Linked DNA regions of Sus scrofa: region 2 is linked to region 1. A link is a contact called in public HiChIP or PLAC-seq data. All regions are on one chromosome and are shown on one strand. Each heading gives the region's core, a stretch centred on a gene start, on an enhancer-like site or on the middle of the called end of the contact. The rest is flanking DNA. Distances are from core to core; before and after follow the strand shown.

Evidence for each region. HiChIP or PLAC-seq counts read pairs in DNA pulled down with a chosen protein or histone mark.
Region 2: a contact with region 1 is called in an H3K27ac HiChIP or PLAC-seq map of alveolar macrophages. The contact joins two enhancer-like sites. A contact is called at or near these places in 2 of 47 Hi-C or Micro-C datasets (embryonic fibroblasts and liver) and 1 of 2 datasets of contacts at active chromatin or transcription factors (alveolar macrophages).

The regions. Positions count from the first base shown.
Region 1 is chr7:112,678,279-112,681,956 of Sscrofa11.1, forward strand. The region is part of intron 2 of RPS6KA5 (ribosomal protein S6 kinase alpha-5); the gene reads right to left. Among named protein-coding and RNA genes, the nearest start is that of RPS6KA5, 74 kb to the right of the region's middle. Within about 2 kb of position 2,058, at least 4 of the 83 cell types and tissues checked have an H3K27ac peak or open chromatin away from gene starts, as enhancers often do. A contact at or near this core is called in alveolar macrophages, where this site is marked.
Region 2 is chr7:112,799,267-112,802,944 of Sscrofa11.1, forward strand. All of the region lies in intron 2 of C7H14orf159 (UPF0317 protein C14orf159 homolog, mitochondrial), which reads left to right. Among named protein-coding and RNA genes, the nearest start is that of C7H14orf159, 47 kb to the left of the region's middle. Within about 2 kb of position 1,960, at least 35 of the 83 cell types and tissues checked have an H3K27ac peak or open chromatin away from gene starts, as enhancers often do. A contact at or near this core is called in alveolar macrophages, where this site is marked.

The sequences.
Region 1 (3,678 bases), core at 808-3,307:
AACAAACAAACAAACAAACAAACAAACACACAACTGCTTTAAAAAATATGGCAGAAACTCTCTTAATGACTTCCACTAACTGGTAGGCCCCTCCTGTAAAATACAGCACCCCACACTGATGCCCATAACCAGTTCCCCTGTGTACCGCTGTCCCCATACAGTTCAGCTTTCTGCTTCACACTAGCCTCTTATACTGCCTTACTTGTGTGTGCCTGGGGTATACGTTATTCTTATATAATTTAACTATACATTACATAAACCACTGAAATGTAAATGTGAAAGGAGAAAAATGAGGTTGAAAGCTTTGGAAGAATTTGATAAAGGCAAGAAACTTACCGTCAAAAAGAACTGCTGAAGAATTAGGTGTAGGTGAAACAACTATAAAAGGCTAGGGGGAAAATTGTGAAACTCTAAAAGGATTTTATACTCAGATCACTTCAAACGTGTCTGGTTCTCACTCCACTGTAAAGGATCGGAAACTTAATTCTAGATGATGCATTACAAGTGTGGTTTTATGCAAAACAAACCCCTGTTTAAGAACCCACTCTCAAAAGAGTCTTGTGCCGACAAGCAAAGGCTGGAAAGTGAAGATATGTTTATCTGTTTTAAGTGACAAGCAATACGTTCAAAGCACATATTTATATATCCTTTAAAAATGATTTTCCACTTTAACCAACTTTTTTTGATTAACCACAGGTACCAATCTTGACATATGAGAGAAAGTCCACTAACTAAAGAATCACATTCAGTGCTGCTGGAATTCAATCCTCACTCACCCTTCCAGAATACTGGAATCTTGTTAAAGGGTGACCTGCCATCAACCATACCAGCTATGCCTCCCAGCTTGCTTTCATTCTCAGTCTGGTAAACATACCTTTGGGGTTGTCATCTAAACTGTTGATAAAAATATAAACCTTGTGGCTCAAAATGCCATAAGTACTCTTAAGAAAAGGCGAATGCTTACTACAACCTAAATCATCTGGCTTCTACCCACCTCTTTCCATCTTCCCACCATCCTGTTCACTCACTCCTTCAGACACACAGCCTCTCCTGACTTCCCCGACTAGTACAGTTCCTCTAACTTGATACTCTCATAACACCACACATGCCCTGCCATAGAAATTGTCAGAAACACGAGTTTTCATTTATTTGTGTGACTGCTTTATTGTGTAGCTTTTACTGGACTATAATTTCCACAAAACCATGGACCATGTCTGGTTTTACTCACTTTGTATCCTTAGCAAATCATTCTGGGGCTGGCACACGATGGAAACTCAAAGAACACTGAGTGCATGAAAAGAAGTGAACATGTTAGCAAGCACAGAAAGAGCTCTACAGCATATAGCCAAGGACCCTCTTCTCAGCTGAAGTGCTGATCTAAGGTTGAAGGTGGGTCTTTTGGAAAAGAAACACACAGAGTTCTCATTGTGGCTCAGTGGTAATGAACTCAACTAGTATCCATGAAGATGCAGGTTCGATCCTTGGCCCTGCTCAGTGGGTTAAGGATCCAGCATTGCTACAAGCTATGGTGTAGGTTGCAGATGTGGCTCGGATCTGGCATTGCTGTGGCTGTGGTGCAGGCTGGCAGCTGCAGCTCTGATTTGACTCCTAGCCTGGGAACTTCCATATGGTGTGGGTGTGGCCCTAAAGAAAAGAAAACAAAACAAAACTAAAAAAGAAGGCACAATAAGAACATGGAAGGAACTTCCGTATGCAGCAGATGTGGAAGAAGAAGAACAAGAGGAGGAAGAAGAAGGGGAAGAAAGAAGGAGAAGCAGTGGAAGAAGAGAAGGAGAAAAAGAAACTCACAATGCAGATCCAGAGAACAGAGCTGGAGCTTGCTGACTCTTTCCCTCTGCAGAAGGAACAATGGGCTTTCACTTTTAAGTTGGGTATTAAATGATTCCTGACAACACACGAAGTGAAAAGTGAGCTCAGGAAACTCAGCTGCCACCACTGCAGAAAAGGAAGATATTGCTTTTTAGAGCCGCACCCGTGGCATATGGGCGTTCCCAGGCTAGGGGTCAAATTGGAGCTACAGTTGCCGGCTTACGCCACAGCCGCAGCAATGCGCAGATCCGAGCTGCATTTGCCATCTACACTGGAACTTTAACCCACTGAGCAAGGCCAGGGACTGAACCCACTAGCCAGGGATTGAACCTGCTAGGCAGATTCATTTCTGCTGCACAACAGGAACTCCGGAAAAGGAAGATATCTTAACATCTATAAATGGCCACTGCTTTGTCATCTGCCACAACAACATAAGAACTGATTACAATGCCTGCCCACCTCGCTTTCTCATATGTAATCTCACTAGAGGAAAGAGTTCGATTTTGCCACATGGGACATGTCCAGGGCGCTGATAGTCCATCCACTGGCCTTCCGCTCCATCTTCCCCTGGAAACTTCATTCGCCCACGTCGGCAGCATGAGGAATGGAACCTAAATACTCTATTAGAACGCGAAAGCTCACTGGTCCTGCTCTTGGAACTGGCATCCTTGTTAACAGGCCAGCCACGTGGACGTGGTAAGTACCTCGAGGGTGGTATGTATCAAGCCCCGGTAAGACCACCGTCACTGAACGGATTCTCAGCAACAGCAGCTTCATTTCACTGTGACTGCAGCATAATCAATGCCCAAAAGGCAAACACTCAGGGGGTTCAATGGTGAAGCGGACTAACCGTAATTTGGCACCCTTAAAGACTCATCTGAAATATCTGATTAATTAGACCTCAGAATTGAAAGGAAATATTACTGTTCATCCCTGTAGTTCTCTAAAATCTACCCTGTGTTTCAAGAGAAAGCACCCCACTTGGGCCACAGCAGTAACAAGTTCCATCCAGAAACACACTGCGATAAATTGAGGTTTAGTCCTCTGTGCGCCACTTACTAAAGAGATTACATCAATAAAGTTATGTTTTTTCAAGAGTAGCTCCATATCTTTTGTCAAAGACGCTAGTCTCCTGACATCATTTACCGACCATAATAAAAGAGCCATTTGATAACTTCAGCACTTGTTAAAAGTCTCTCTAGACCAATTTTTTCCAACTGTGGGCGGAGACTCATTAGTGAACGATGACATCAATTAAGTGGGTCCAAACAGCCTCTTAAAACTTAAAAACTAGGAGTTCCCGTCGTGGCGCAGTGGTTAACGAATCCGACTAGGAACCATGAGGTTGCGGGTTCGGTCCCTGCCCTTGCTCAGTGGGTTAACATCTGGCGTTGCCGTGAGCTGTGGTGTAGGTTGCAGACACGGCTCGGATCCCGCGTTGCTGTGGCTCTGGCGTAGGCCGGTGGCTACAGCTCCGATTGGACCCCTAGCCTGGGAACCTCCATATGCCGCGGGAGCGGCCCAAGAAATAGCAACAACAACAACAACAGCAAAAAGACAAAAAAAAAAAAAAAAAAAAAAAAAACTTAAAAACTAAAAAGGAATTGAATATACTAAAAGCATTTCACAAAACTCCTGTTTCCTCTTTATACACATGCACATGTGTGGGTATGATGTGAATGTAAACAAATCTAAGCGCGGGAGAGAAAAAGAGCAGCACAGAACAATGGTTAAGAACAGACTGCTGCTTGACTGCATGGCTCTGAAGCCTAGATGTGCTGTTTATTAGCTGTGTTACCTTGGGCAAAACAGTTAACACAACTGTGTCTCAGCTTCATCAGTAGGGAC
Region 2 (3,678 bases), core at 710-3,209, 120 kb after region 1:
CAGGGGGCACTCCCAGATCAATTCCAACAGAATTCCTGGGGTCATCAACAGACCATTAGTTTAAGAAGATGTAGTATAGGTATGCAATGGAATATTACTCGGCCATAAAGAAGAACGAAATCTTGCCATTTGCAGCAACATGGGTGGACCTAGAGATTATCATACTAAGTGAGGTCAGTCAGACAAGACAAATATTATGATATCACTTACATGTGGAAACTTTAAAAGAATGCAAACGAATCTATATACAAAACAGAAACAGACTCACAGAAAGAAAACAAACTTATAGTTACCAAAGGGGGAAGGGATAAATGAGGAGTATGGGATTAACAGATACAACTATATACATAAAATAGACAAGCAAGAAAGGTTTACTTATAGCACAGAGAATCATATTCAATTCCTTGTAATAAGTATAACAGAAAATATCTAAAAAAATTAATTTATATATGTGTAAAACTGCATCACTTTGCTGTACACTTGAAACTAATGTAATATTATATACTGATTATATTTCGGTTTTTGAAAAAGGACTTATGGGGCTGTGACCCAGACATCAGAATTTTTCCAAGTTCCCTGGGTGATATCAGCCAAACTCTTGCATTTGGTGTCCCTGTTTCCAGAGAGGGCAGGCTAACACCTGCAGGGAAGCTGGATGCAAGTTTGTGGCCTCCACCCAGCCACGGGGGCTCTGCAGCTTTAAGAACTGGGGGCTGGCTGCCTGCCTGGCAGGCCACCCGCCAGTGCCCAGGCCTTGTGAGCACAGGCTGCTGAGCGAGGCTGCGACAGTCCGCGCTGGGGCTGGTCTGGGCTTGCAGACCCGAGCCCTACAGAGCCACTGGGGCGGCGCGGGGGAGCCAGAGAATAGGGGATCTTTGTGCCTTTTTGAAGGAAGCATACATTCTGCAAGGCGGTGGAAACAAAGAGAGGAACTGTTTGTAGCCCTAGTCCAGACGTCCCAAGCAAACAGTAAGTCAGGAGGGCACAGAACACAGCACAGCCCCTTCTGCCGTGGGCAGCGTCCACACACCCTGCCCACCCCGGGAGCTGAAGGGTCTGCAGAGCCCGCCCAGGGCAAAGCCAATTAGCAGGACACAAAATGCCCTGAAATTCTCCCTGGGGGCCCCATCTGTTCCTCTTTGGAAAAGCTGGGCTCTCTCATGACAGGTAGGGCCCGGCTACTGACAACATCCCAGGCGTGGGCAGCCAGCCTCCCCTCTGTCCTCTTTCAGTCCCGGTCACTGCCCTAAGGACCCCAAGGTCACATGAAAAGCAGAGAAAGTGAAACTGAAACCTGTCAGAAGTAACAATGGACCTTTGGGCCCCAAGCTTGCTGGAGGAGGCCAGGAAGCTAATGCCAAAATAGGGGATGACAGTGGACGGGGCACTTCAGGTTGCAGCAGACCTGGGCAGTCAGCAGGTCACAGTTTCCTGGGCACCTGCAGGACACAGGCAGGGACCTTCGGGGAAGGAAAGGTGGAGGGGAGGCAGCAGCCAGGCTGTCACCCTGTCACCTCCACCTTGGCTGGAGGCAAGCTTTTTCCTGGCCACGAGTCCCCGGTCTCAGTCTCCATGGGGCGGGGGCACAGGTGACTGCAGCGGCGGGCTTCTGACCTGTGGGCCACCGAAACACCAAAGACAAAGCCTTGTGACTTTGGAGTATCTCCTCTCCAGTGTTACCTGTGCCTCCCTGCCCCCCGGTTCATTAGGACAACGGAGAACACACTGTAATCCACCTGACTTCACATGCAAAAATCATGTTGGGGGCGGGTAGCAGGGGGAGATGATGTTGGCAGAAAAAAGAACGGTGGCATTGATTGGCATGCAGAGGAGGGAAGCTACTTTGTCTTCAAGATAACGGGGTACAAGCTAAAAGGAAGGAAAAGAGAGGACTGCGAGCAGAACGCAAAGAGACAGCTGGCTTCCCCAGACGGGTGGAGTTAAGATGAGGAAGAAGGAAGAGGAAGGGGGCATGGGATGAGGCAGGGCAGGGTAGGGGGGAATGGGGTGAGGCAGGGCAGGGCAGGGTGGGGTTCGCTGGGAGAAACCGAATTGTGGCTTGTCCCTAATGATGATGAAATACCTTAAAGAGTCAGATGTGACTTCCAGCAGCAGGGCTAGATTCCAGGATACGTTTTTTATAAATGCTTGAGCATCTTTAGAATATGGGAGAATTTCACATGTGCCTCTGAAAGTTCTGGAACACCAGGCTCATAGTGCAGCAGGGCAGCACAAGCTGGAGCTCCCTATTCACTAGTCCCGCTTACTCTGCAAGCGTTTTGCACTCCCCTCTTCTCGCCTTGTCTTCTTTCTGTACCCACTTCCTTTAGGCATCACAGGTGCTGCTACTTCTGCTCTTGATAACAATGGTTCCTGCTATTAAGAATCAATGTGCCTGCACACACTCATGTGCACGCACATGGGTGCACGCACACACACACACTCCAGGCACACAGGTATGCTCTCTTTCAATTAATTTCAATTAATCTCTCCGGTTTTCAGCTGAAGATGACAGATGCACAAAACCAAATGTACATTTCTTAACAGATTTCGCAACGTTTCTAGGCCATCTGCCAAATTGCTAGATGGTATTTGCATTTAAAAAAAAAATTGAGTGCATTTTGTTATTTTAGTTTTAAGGATTTCCCAGCCTGCCTTAAGGCAGTATTTCATTTACACCCCATTTTATAGCTTTCAAAGCGTTTCTTGAGCACATGTGAATTCATTTTATCCTTCTAGCAGTTCCGTGAGGTCATGTAGTTTGGGTCTCTTTCCTGCGCTCTCTTGGAGAAACTAACTTGCAGAGAAGCTAAAACACTTCTCTTGTACCTGCAGTAATTTTGAAGAAAAGTTAACATTTGGGCACAGCTCTCTGGAAAACTAAGCTGTGTCCTTTGACACATGGAATTGTGAAAAATTATGCCTTGAAAAGCATAGCAACTAAGGGTATGCCTTCCATTCGGAGTATTTGTTTGACTGCTGGTTTGGCTACTCAGTAACCACGAGTCTTTAGATAAAGTGCTGAACCTGAGCCTCCTTTTCTATAAAATAATAGCCCTTATCTAGGGAGTGTTGTGTGGATTAAATGTGATAATACATGTAAAGTGTTTAGAACAATGTCTGGCACAGGGAAAGCTTTCAGTAAAGTCTAGCTTTCTGTACTAAAATAATCATCTGTTCCTTTGGGGAAAACTCATTTTTGCTTAGGTACAGGCTAAGTGGTAACAAAAAGACCCAAAAATACATTTGCCTAAAAAAGGATAGAAAGGAGTTCCCTTTGAGGCTCAGCAGTTAACAAACCTGACTATGATCCTTGAGGATACAGGTTCAATCCCTGGCCTTGCTCAGTGGGTTAAGGATCCAGTGTTGCCCTGAGCTGTGGTGTAGGTTGCAGGTGTGGCTTGGATCCTGAGCTGCTGTGGCTGTGACTGTGGCTGTGGCTGGCAGCTGTAGGTCCAATTCAGCCCCTAGCCTGGGAACTTCCATATGCCGCAGGTGTAGCCCTAAAAAGCAAAAACCAAAAAAAAAAAAAAAAAGATAGAAGTGTATTTCTCTTTTTCCTAATAGCTAAGAGGATGCTGGTCAGTCTGGGACAGGTGAACAACTCTGCTCCACAGGGTCATTCAGGAACCCAGGTTCCTTCCATTGTGTTGTTCCCTGTCCCCTACAGTGTTCTCT